Linked DNA regions of Mus musculus: regions 2 and 3 are each linked to region 1. Evidence: chromatin contacts called from public ChIA-PET and Hi-C data. All regions are on one chromosome and are shown on one strand. Each heading gives the region's core, a stretch centred on a gene start, on an enhancer-like site or on the middle of the called end of the contact. The rest is flanking DNA. Distances are from core to core; before and after follow the strand shown. Region 1 holds the start of Prkd2 (protein kinase D2). Region 2 has its middle 5.9 kb from the start of Gm32059. Region 3 overlaps Sae1 (SUMO1 activating enzyme subunit 1).

The links. Hi-C and Micro-C count contacts between places; a contact is called where the count stands out from the background. ChIA-PET counts read pairs in DNA pulled down with a chosen protein or histone mark.
Region 2: a contact with region 1 is called in a Hi-C map of regulatory T cells, with 5 times the contacts expected there. The contact joins the enhancer-like site here to the promoter of Prkd2 in region 1. A contact is called at or near these places in 4 of 484 Hi-C or Micro-C datasets (B cells, CD4 T cells and regulatory T cells), 5 of 115 datasets of contacts at active chromatin or transcription factors (bone marrow-derived dendritic cells, embryonic stem cells, memory CD8 T cells and 2 more) and 2 of 9 other capture datasets (adipose tissue and liver).
Region 3: a contact with region 1 is called in an RNA polymerase II ChIA-PET map of memory CD8 T cells, with 16 read pairs. The contact joins the enhancer-like site here to the promoter of Prkd2 in region 1. A contact is called at or near these places in 3 of 115 datasets of contacts at active chromatin or transcription factors (memory CD8 T cells, regulatory T cell precursor and thymic regulatory T cells) and 1 of 9 other capture datasets (pancreatic islet).

The regions. Positions count from the first base shown.
Region 1 is chr7:16,841,195-16,844,883 of GRCm38.p6, reverse strand. It overlaps Prkd2 (protein kinase D2), which reads right to left and starts at 1,982. Exons shown (of 19, transcript NM_001252458.1): 1 at 1,851-1,982; 2 at 1,021-1,402. The coding sequence starts at 1,260.
Region 2 is chr7:16,050,288-16,053,976 of GRCm38.p6, reverse strand. No RefSeq gene overlaps it. Among named protein-coding and RNA genes, the nearest start is that of Gm32059, 5.9 kb to the right of the region's middle. Within about 2 kb of position 1,911, at least 341 of the 459 cell types and tissues checked have an H3K27ac peak or open chromatin away from gene starts, as enhancers often do. A contact at or near this core is called in B cells, adipose tissue, bone marrow-derived dendritic cells and 5 more, where this site is marked.
Region 3 is chr7:16,328,268-16,331,956 of GRCm38.p6, reverse strand. Sae1 (SUMO1 activating enzyme subunit 1) reads left to right here. Exons shown (of 9, transcript NM_019748.3): 8 at 1,275-1,344. Among named protein-coding and RNA genes, the nearest start is that of Bbc3, 21 kb to the right of the region's middle. Within about 2 kb of position 1,661, at least 16 of the 459 cell types and tissues checked have an H3K27ac peak or open chromatin away from gene starts, as enhancers often do. A contact at or near this core is called in memory CD8 T cells, where this site is marked.

The sequences.
Region 1 (3,689 bases), core at 733-3,232:
GGAACAGGGTTTGGATATGTAGCCTAGGCTGGCTTTTTTTCTAACTAGTTTTTTATCTGCTGGAAAAAATGGGAGGTGGCCCTGTTCCTGCTGTTTCTCTAGAGAGGAAGGATCTATTTCCAGGAGCCCGAGAAAAGCCTAAGTCTGGATGTTTGGGAATCCCAATGTGCTCCCATTATAAGATTATACATTCTGAGTTCCACCTGTAACTGTCATATTATTCAACCACTCAGGACTCAGAACTTCTCGTATATTCACCACCAGGCACTTGAACTACTGAAAAAGCATGCTCCTCTCTACCTCCTAGGGTTGGGGGATAGACCCGGGGGGGGGGGGTTGCTTGCTAGGCAAGTGCTCTACCAGCTGGGTTGTAAATTTTCCTAGGATTTGGGCATCTAGTCCCACTTGGTTCCTTCTGACCATGATACTCAAGGCGAGGAACCTGGATAGCCAAATCTAAGAGCAGCAGGAGGGGCATTGATTAGGCGGGGAGAGGGGTCTGCAGGGATTTTGGGGGGTGCCAAGGAGATACACAGGAGTGCCTTGCTCCTTCACACCCCATCTCAGGCCTGGGAAAGGATAGGGATTGTACCCCGAGACCTTGCTTGCCCCTGGCAGCTTGTCCACACACCCACTCACACATGTCACCCGATCACCATGGCCAGTATGGCTTCAATTTCTACTGTTTCCAAAGACCGGAGGCCCAGGATGGGCCCATCAGAAGAGCTCTTCCTGATCAGCTGCTCCCACTTGCCCCTTCCTCCCAACTCCACACCTGGTAGGCCCCTCCCTTCCTCCCTGCTCGCTGCAGAAAACAACAAGCAGCGACAGGCAATTTGGGGAGGCCTCTGGGCACCCCACCCCTATCCGGGCCTCTCTGAAACCGGTGGTGGAGTGAGGACACGACTAGGGTGTAGTGCCCCTCCTCGTCTGTCACCTAGGCCCCTCTCTGGCCTCCCAACAATCTCAGGCCACCTCCAAAGCCTCCTCCTTTATCATGAGAGCCCCCTATGCCCTCACCTTCTGGTCCACGATAGAACAGGCTAGTTGCTTCACATGAGCCAACTCTGAGGCAGCCGGCAACAGCACGAACTCTCGGGTCAATCCGATCTGGATATGGAAGGAGACCCCCGAACCCGGAGCCGGGATCTGAGGCAGCAGAGGTGGCGGCGACTGGAGATCCAAGCCACCGGGGGGCGGAGGAGACCCGGGCCCCGGAGAGCCGGGGAGTCCTGCGGGATGGGAGGGGGCGGCGGCCATGGGGGCCAGATCCAGATCTGCCGCCCAAAGCTCACCAAGGACCCTGGGACCTAGATCCGAGAGCTCTCTTGCGGTGGTGGTAAGAACGCAGGCATTTGAGAGAGAAATCTGTCAGGTTGAGAGACGCGAGGATGGCGGGATCCTGGGCAATGAGAGAAAAGGCATCTAGTGGGTCACACGCCGGGAGTCAAGAGAGCAGAGTTCAGAAAGAAAAACAGTGGTTTGGGGAAGGGTACCCAGAGATTGGAAGGTTGGAAGAAACCAGGAAAGAAAGTCGGGTAGGGCAGGGTCCCTGGAATCAAAAGACACTGCGATCCAAGGCCCCTGGAGAAAGAAGGCTGAGAGCAAAGCAGAGGGAATGCCAGGATCCGGTGGGTTTGACGGCAGGACCAAAGTCAGGGCAGGCCTGAAGATGCTCTGCCTTGGGGGTAGAAAACGGGAGTCTGACCAGGGATCTAGTGGATCGTAGGAACCCGACTGGCTCGGGGATGAGGAGGGGTTGCCAGGGCCAGGGCTGAAAGAAGAGACTCTCACAGGTCGTGAAAGTCGGAGGAAAGTTGGATCAGGGGCGGCGGAGGAGGGAGCGTTACCGAAGGCGGGGCGGGTCGGGGACAAGGGAGGGTCGCACAGCGCGGGTAGCTCTATTTTTCCCCCTTCAAAGTTTAAGTCGGCAGCGGCGGCCCAGAAGGAAGTCTCAGGAGCGATGGCACAGCTGGCCAATCAAAGCAGGGCACCGTGACATCACAGGGCGGGCCTTACTGGGACGGAAGGGGAAGGCGGGACCCCGCACCAGGGAGTTGGGGGGAATTTGGTGGCTGGGGGTAGGAGGGCGGAAGGGTCAGCGTTTCCTCTGCACAGTCCAGCCTGGAAAGTTGACTTTTCGCCGCAGTTCACCGCGGCACGCGAGAGGGGCAGGCGCTTTGTCATTGAAGGAGTGAGCTGTCAGACTGGCACGCATCCGGCGCCCACCGCAGGGAAAGGGTCGGAAATCGTTGTCAAGTCCGGTGGCTTTACAGTTTCTGCTACTCAACCTGCCCCCAACACACACACACACACACACACACACACACACACACACACACACACACACACACACACACACACAAAAGCGCGCGTCCCCAGCTCAAAAGCCCAGTATATAAGGTGGGAAGTCGAGGAGGCCTTAGGATGCACAAGAGAGCTTAATTTCAGGTTTCTCTCCAGAGAGTTGAGGGTACAAAGCCTGTCCCTCCAACCAAGGTGGCATGACAAAGGACACCACCACTTGATAGACCTCCTGTGAGACCAAGTGCCGACATCTTTCTGGCTGTGTGACTTCTCCACTGTGAGCCTTAGTTTTTCTGTCATGAGGCCGAAATACAGGTGGTGCCTGGACACTGCTAAAGTTGAGTTGATGTGGCTGCCTTTGATTTTGCAGAGGAAAGGGAAGGCACTGAAAACATCCAGGGGTGTCTGGGTGGGTGTGTTAACGGAATCATCCAACATGTGGCTGGTGAGATGGCCAGGTGGGGAAAGGCATTTGAAGCCAAGCTCACTGGCCTGAGTTCAATCCTGTACACTCACATAGTCAAAGGAGAACCAGCTGAGCTACTGTGGGTTGTCCTGACCTCCACCCTTCTCTGAAATAAACAGTAGTGCAATAACAGGAAATCTAAAAAGCTAACATCAACTGAGAGCCTGTGAGTCTGTGTAGTCAACTCTAACTCCATCAAGAGCCGTTCTGACTTTTACTCCAGTAGTCAGGCAGTGGCTACCAATTAGTTTTCACATCCAGGTAGCTGGAGCTTTAAGAGAGCAGCAACTTGTCCACAAGGGCCCCCCCTTACTGGTTCAGCGCTGCTGGGGGCAGCTGAGGTGGGTACAGTGCTGGCTGTCACCACATCCGGGGGCAGAGGCTGGGGAAGGAAGTCTGAGGCTGGAGTGAAAACCCAAACTACCACCTGGGGAAGTTGCAAAGAGGGACAGGGGGAGGCAAGGCCACGTGGAGCTCACAGCCTGGCTAATGAGTGTCCCCTAAAAACCACATGCCTACATGTACCTTCTAGACAGGCATGTCCCCAGCATGTTTGACTGCCTGCTTCTGGGACTCACGGCCCCCTTTACCCCGTGACCCTGGGGCAGGTCTAGAAGGCGGGGGTTGTGGAACATGCTGTGCCTGCTGTTTGGAATGTCAGAGTGGCTCATACCCTGCTCTGTATGATGGGACTCCAGTCCTTCCCCACTGTGGCAATGAAGGCCTAACTCCCACCAGCCGACATTAAACGTGGGTAAGGGGAGGGAACTCTGTACTGCTCTGCACATCCTGCCCTCTGCCTGGGTCTGGTGGGCCTACCTTCCTGCTGTCTGCCAGTCCAAGAGTGGGCATGGGGCAGGAAAGGGGCTTTTGTTCTCAGCCCCTGAGCAGGCAAGGGGTCTTCAACTAAATGTTC
Region 2 (3,689 bases), core at 662-3,161, 790 kb after region 1:
GTAGTTTTCTCACTCAGGAACTAAGACCTGGTCTTCAGAAGTTAATTTATAATAAAAGTAACAATAATTTTTATGTTCTTAAGACAGGCTTTCTCTACTTAGTCCTTAGTGTCTTGGAACTCATTAGGTAGACCAGGCTAGCCTTGAACTCACAGAAATCTACTTGCCTCTGCTTCCAGATTGTTGGGATTAGAGGTGTGTGCTACCTTTATATGTAAGGTGTGGCTTAAATTTGTATTTTGTTTATTTTAATTTACAGCATATTTATTTGAGTAGATGCTACAAATTTCTAACTTTACAAAGTTACAGAACGAAGTGGGCAGTGGCGACCCAGACTTTTGATTCCAGCACTGGGGAAGACTACAGAATAAGTTCCAGGATAGCCAAGGCCACACAGAGAAACCCTGCCTCTAAAAACCAAACCAAGCTAAAACAAACAAAAACAGTTACAAAATGAGCTAGGATCCACCCAACTCCTGTCCATTCATTTCCATTTTGTAAGTTATTCTGTGCAATTCATCAGCAAATGATTCGTGTCCATTTTCATCCATACTTTTGGCATTTACAGAACTCCCCTTCTCCCTGAGTGGTTGCAAAAGCTGTTGTGTCACTTTGCGGTTTCCTTGTTTATTGCAGTGACTTCCTGTCCCACTGTGGGCCAGGATCATAGCTGATTTCAGAGTTTTTCATTGTTGGCCAGCTAGGTTGCATCTGCTTTTTAAAACATAGTCATGGTTTTTGTTTTATTTTGTTTTAGGAATGTTTACAAAAACGTGCGCCTCAGTTTCTTGACTGGCCTTTATTAAGGAAGCTGACAGAAACCCCAAAAGGATTCTTCAGATCCAAAATCCCCTCATTAGCGTTTCGGTACTCTAAGAGCTGTCAGCCGCCGGCCCCGCCCTCCGAGGCCACGCCTCCGAAGCCCACCCGCTCGGGCCGATTCAAATGCAGCCAATAGAAGCGTGTAAACAAACATAAGCCACACCCACTACACGAATAATTTCGAGCACCAGGGCGCGAAGCCTATTTTATCTTGTGTGTGGGGGGTAGAGGTGGGGCGGAGCTGTGGCCACGCCCCCACATGCGGCCAATCAAAGGCCAGACTCCGCCCCTCGCACTTGCGGTGCTGAGGACCCCAGGCCGGGCTGGGCTAATCGCTGCCTGATTTTGCTGCCGGATTACAGCGCTCCGGTCTTGGCTGTCCTCAGAAGGGGTACCTTATGGCCACAGTGGAAGGGTATAGCTAGAGGACAGAGACTACGAAGGAATCCCCTTCTCTTCCTCCTCCTGGCCACCAAGACCCGGGCCCTTGGAAGTCTCGTAAAAACTTTCTCTTCTCACCCTTATTTAAAGCAACCTGGAAAGGCAGGAGTGTTTCAGGACGGGAGTCAGGCTTTGGTTGTTGAAGTGTTATATGCAAAAGAAAAAATGCACCAATCGTGTGCCATCAGTTTCTCGGATAATGAAACAATTGGGGCGCAAAGTTTGAAGCTTCCATTGCCTGACAGGAGCCGCGGGGAAGTGTTTCTACTTTCAGTGGAGGAAGCCATTTATTTAAAATCCGGAGGTGGGGAGGTGGAAGAGGGGCTGACGAGGTGGCTCAGTGAATAATGGCGCTTGCCACCAAAACTTGATCTGAAATTTATCTCCAGAAACCACGTGTTGGAAGGAGAGAAACATACACACACTGAAAAATAGAACTGGAGATGTGGTGCAGTTGGTACTTAATCTACTATCTAAGAAGCCCTGGTTTTCACAGCACCATCCAGGCGTGGTGGTTAAAGCTGTAATCCCGGAAGGTGGAGGCTGGGGGGTCAGGAGAGTTCCAGGTCCGCCCTAGGCTACAGAGCAAGACTGAAGCCCACCTAGGCTATTAAGCGGATGCTATTGACACCGTCTGTAGACAGATGGCGCTGACGAGGTTCTCCAGGGTAGGAGCTGGGCTGTAGTGAGCTGAGTTTCTGAAAGGCTCAGGGCTCTGATAAGAGCTAAGGCATATGCAGAAATGTGCGGAAAAAGGCTGGAGGAGGGTTCAGAGGACAAGATGATGTCAGGCCCTTCGGGCAAGGCAGTTCTCCAATATCTGGCCTTGTCCACAGCAAGAACACGGGGCTTCTACCTTTTCTTTTCCACTATACTATCATAATTAAAACTGTCAGCCTAGCCTGGTGGTGCAGGTCTGTCATCACTGCAGCTAAGGAAGCTGAGGCAGGAGGATAGCAAGTTCAAGCCCTGAACTTTAGCAACTTAGACCCTGTCAATATAAGAAGTGAAAAAGAAGGCTAGGGATGGTGACTTGCTGTGTGAGACCCTGGGTTTAACCTGCAAAAGAGGTTTGAAAGAAAGAAAGAAAGAAAGAAAGAAAGAAAGAAAGAAAGAAGCAGCAGCCATCTGAGCTCTTTTTTTATTTTTTATTTTTTGGTTTTTCGAGACAGGGTTTCTCTGTGTGGCCCTGGCTGTCCTGGAACTCACTTTGTAGACCAGGCTGGCCTCAAACTCACAAATCCGCCTGCCTCTGCCTACCGAGTGCTGGGATTAAAGGCGTGCGCCACCACTGCCCGGCACCATCTGAGCTCTTTAAAAAATATTATTTCTTCATCAAGTAAGGGTCTCATTATGCAGGCAGGCCTTGAACTCAAAAAGACCCACCTTCATCTGCCTCCCAAGTGCTAGAACTAAAGATGTGCTGGGTCATGTGTAGCCCAAGTGAGCCTTAGATTTGATATGTGATTGACTATTGTTGTTTTTGGAAATTGATTTTTATTTCGAACTATGGTATTCTTGTTTGAATATATACACGTTGAATTCCAGTGCCTAAGGAGGCTAAAAGAGGGTATCCATGCACTCTTCTGGGATTGGAATTAAAGGCTGTTGTAAGCTGACATGGATGCCGGGAACAGTCCCTGGGTCTTCTTGTAAGAGTAATTCAAAGTCTTAACCGCAGAGCTATGTCTCCAAGCGCTGATCCTAAACTTTTGATGCTCCTGAATACATTCAGAGTGTTGGGGTATAGGTGTGCAGCCCACTATGCCTAGTGTATGTGGACCTAGGATAAACTCTAGCAACTGAACTGTGTCACCAGCCCCACAGTGCTTTTTGAATACCTTGGGCTCTTGTCACTAGCTTGGAAGCCTGGATGGGCTTTCAGGGATGCTCAGGGAAAATAGCCATTTGATCTCCCAGGTCTGTGCCAGCTCTTGCTCAGCTTGGGGGCTGGCTTGTCTTGGCTCCTCCACACCCAGCCAAGGACTTCCAAGTAGCGTGTGTTTACAGCCCTCGCCTAAGCTAAGAGGTCTGGGGTATTCGTCATAGATAGTATCTTTCCAGCAAACCTTTGTTTTTGAGGCAAGGTCTTGTGTAGCCCAGGCTTTGAACTTGCTGGACATCAGAAGATGACTTTGAACCCTCAGCTAACCTTTCTTGTATACTAAGTGCTGAGTACCATCATAGGGGTAGAAGATATACCACAGTGCAGAAAGACCCAGAACCTAGACAGACATGGTAGCACAGCACTTGGAGGAGCTGGGGCAAGGAAATAGCCAGCTCAAAGTCAGCCTGGGCTATGTAGCAAGACCTCTTTCTCCAAACACTAAATTAAATGAAATCTGGTGCTTGTAGAGCATGATCTACATGTAGAGAAACTGAGGCTGTAACTTGCTTGCTCCTTGCCTCACCTAATAAACTAAGGT
Region 3 (3,689 bases), core at 412-2,911, 510 kb after region 1:
GTTGGTTTGGTTAAATAGCTGGATGTGGCAGTGCATCCTGTGATGTAAGCTGCTCAGGAGGTAAAGGCAGAAAGATTATAAGGTCAAGTTGAACACCTTAGTGAGATCCTGTCTCAAAAAGTAAAAAGAGGGCCAATAAAATGTGACAGGGTGGTAGAGCACCTTAAGTTCCCCCGGCAAAACACAAAACAAGCAACACAAGCTAGCAGTGGGAATGGTCCTCACTTTGTATCTCTAGCCCTCCAGAGGCTGAAGGAGGAGGACTCAGGACAGCACCAGCTTGAACTGCATACTCTATTTTCTCTTTGGTTTTGTGATAGAAGGAACAGTGATACCACACCTGGTCATTGGGGTTTACTTTGTTATGTTCTATGTGCCATGTCTAAAATGCAGCAGTCCTGTCTGCAGTGTATTTTAGCATTGACATACACGTGTCATTTTAAGAGACATTCGAAGCTCAGTACCAAGATGGATGGTTGATGTGTGGTTCCACAAAAACAGTTTAAACAGCAACCATTGGTTTACCAGATCAAAAAATAGATGTTGGTAATTGGGTTTATGTTATTATGTGTATAGGTGACACACCTTTAAAAATGTCTAGAAGACAAGGATGGATCGGGGTGGGAGGATAAAATATGGAGTGTAAAAAAATTAATTAATAAAAAATAATAAAGATGTCTAAAAGGCATATGTGCCTGTGTGAGAGGATCATGGCGGCCTGATGTCCCACTTTGCTCCTCTAAAGTGCTCCTTCTGTGTTTTGGACCCCAGGAGGGTGATTGGAGGAGGCCAGTTGGGCTCTCCTGAGATTTTCCTCTGAGCACTCTAGCCGATGAGGGTCGTGCAGACTTTGTGCTGTACCCATGTTTACTTTATTTATTCTAGCACGTAACACAGCCTGCTCGCCCATGGTTCTGGGAATAGCATACAGAAGAACCCACTGCCCGTGTGCCGAGAGGAGAATTGCGAGAATGTGCTGGGGCCACTCACACATCTGGTGTTTGTAGGACCTTATTTTTAGGAAGCACAGATATAGTGTTTCCTTGAACTTAAAAAAAAGAAAAAGAATCATGTGAAGGAATTCATGCTTTGCAAAGTTAAAGGTCTTCCCCACCCACTTAAGAGCCCCTGGGGTCAAATTTAATTTTCACGCCTGGATACCAGCTCTAGCACTGGGCTCTGACTAGGACTTTTATCCAGGACAGCCCCTGGCTGGTCCCCACCCCTCTACCTTCCTGTGCCCTGGTGCTATGTTTTTCTTGTTTGTCTTCTAGGTACTGCTTCTCTGAGATGGCCCCAGTATGTGCTGTGGTTGGAGGGATCTTGGCACAGGAAATTGTGAAGGTAAAGTCATCATGTGGAGCTGACGGCTGACCTCAAGGCCCTGCCCGCACACTCACAGAGCCAAGGGGTGGCAGACCTGCTTGCTCTCTAGCCCCTCAACCTTGCATGCCCTGGCCCTGTACTCAGGCCATCATGGGCCAGCCAGCTAGTGGTCTTGGATGCTGCCTATAGTTGCCACTTTGTCTGCTCTACCAGTCGTGTGAGCAGGTTTCCATCTAAGAGGAAAACATAGAAAAGAGATCCAACAGCTATGACCCTAACCGACATCCGTCAGAGTGGTGTCAGGGCACCCTGTTTATTCTGCATGCTGTGAGTATGTGTAGAGGAGGGTTAAGTTCAGTGTCTATAGGACGCGTGATCTACCAGCAGCCACATGAGTGGCTCTACAGTGACCTGTGACCTCCTGTTATGACAGTTAACGACTTAAAAGAAGACTAGGTCTAGGAACTATGTAACTCTTCTAGAATATTTGGTTTACTAAAACTTTTTTTTTCCTTCCCCGCCCCGTCCCCTGGTTTGCTAAAACTATGGCAAACTTTGAAGTAGATTTTATTTCCTTTGGAGACTTAAATATTTGCCCAACTTTCTTAAGTTTGTCTTATGCAGGGCTAGGGTGTAGCTCAGTGCTAGTGTTTGTTTAGCATGCCCAAGGCTCCTAAATTCAGAAACTTTAATTTTGTTTGGTTTTTGTTTTGTTTTGTTTTGTTTTTGTCTTTTGAGATAGGATCTTATTCGACAACTCAGGCTGACTCTTGGCCTCCTGAGTGCTGGGAATGCAAACATGAGCCACACGACAGCTCTTCTGCAGAAGTGTCTGTAGTCATGTCTCTTGTGGACAGAGACATGGCTGGCTGGCTGACTTCCACGTCTCTTCACGTTCAGACTGAGGAGGGCAGTGTGTGGAGATACTGGTTCTTGCTGCTTTGACTTGGGGTCTCCTTGAATCCTGTAGCTTTACCATCTTTTTGTCTCCTTTGCTGATTTGCTCTCTGGTCTAAACTCATTTGCCCAAGTCTCCCCACTTCTACACTCTAGACAGCAAGGGCTGGAGAAACAGGAGAACCTAGAGGCTCTGCAGATGTTGCCCTAATAGCACCACTCCAGAGACTCGCATGGCACTGTTTGCCCTGGGGGGAGGTGAGGTTGGAGAGTGGAGGCTGGGGCAGGTGGCCTGGAACCATTGTTGATGGTGGCTTCTCTACACATCCCTGTCTTAATGCTGCCCCCTCCTTCCTGCCTGCTGGGTACAGCTGTTGCTCAGCATCTTGTTTCTGTTTACCCCAGACAGCCAGAGCACTCTACATTCTTGGTTGCTGGGTGTGTTTGGAATCTCGTACCCCAACTTGCTTGAGAATCACTTTACCTTTTGCCCCATGTTCACCCTCTGCCCTGTCCCTTCATCCCTCCACTCCCTCTGCTTAGCACACTACAGCCAGCTGGCAGGAAGGCCTGCATCTGAGGCCCTCGCTCTGAGCACCTATTAAAAGTACTTGGGAGCAGTTCGAGGGAGAGTGTGAAAGTCCCGCAGATCAGGTTTTCCTCCTCCCTCCCTCCTTTGTATCCTTCTAGTCGCTCACTGTCTGGCAGGCTTTATAGGCTTCAGCCATCCCTGTGGCCCATGAGTTTCTGTCCATGGTGGTAGAGGGAAGAGTGAAAACAGCAGCCATAGCAGACCTCATATTAAAACTCAAGTTGAGCCCAGCAGTGGTGGCGCATGAATCCCAACACTTGGGAGGCAGAGGCAGGCGGATTTCTGAGTTTGAGGGCAGCCTGGTCTACAAAGTGAGTTCCAGGACAGCCAGGGCTACACAGAGAAACCCTGTCTCAAAAAAAAAAAAAGGGCCAAAACCAAAAAACTCAAGTTGAGCCAGCACCTTCAGTTGCAGCTGTTCAGGAGGCTGGAGCCAGGGAGCCCAGGAGACCAGACCAGCCTAGTCAGCAGAGCCATGAAGGATATAGATATGGGTCATGTCCCCTTTGGCTTGGAGGCTCTGGGAGTGTTGTCTCTATGGCACCATTAGATAATGCTCCTTCCCATTGATGACAACAGCTCCTGTTACTGAGAGATGTATCCTGGGAGGGACAAGGAAGGGATGGCAGAGGAGTTCTGCACATGCTGGTGACCCCTGGAGCTTAGGTGGGCCAGCCACAGTTGAGGAGCACTAAACCGTTATACATGGTTGGTTGGTTGGTTGGTTGGTTGGTTGGTTGGTTTGTGACAAAGTCCTACTGTTTGTGTAGCCCACCTGCACTCTGCTGGCCTTGTACTTCCTGAGATGTGAATGCCATTCCAGGGACTAAACTCGAATATTTAACTCTGAAGCTAGGGAAAAGCCTCTGTTTAA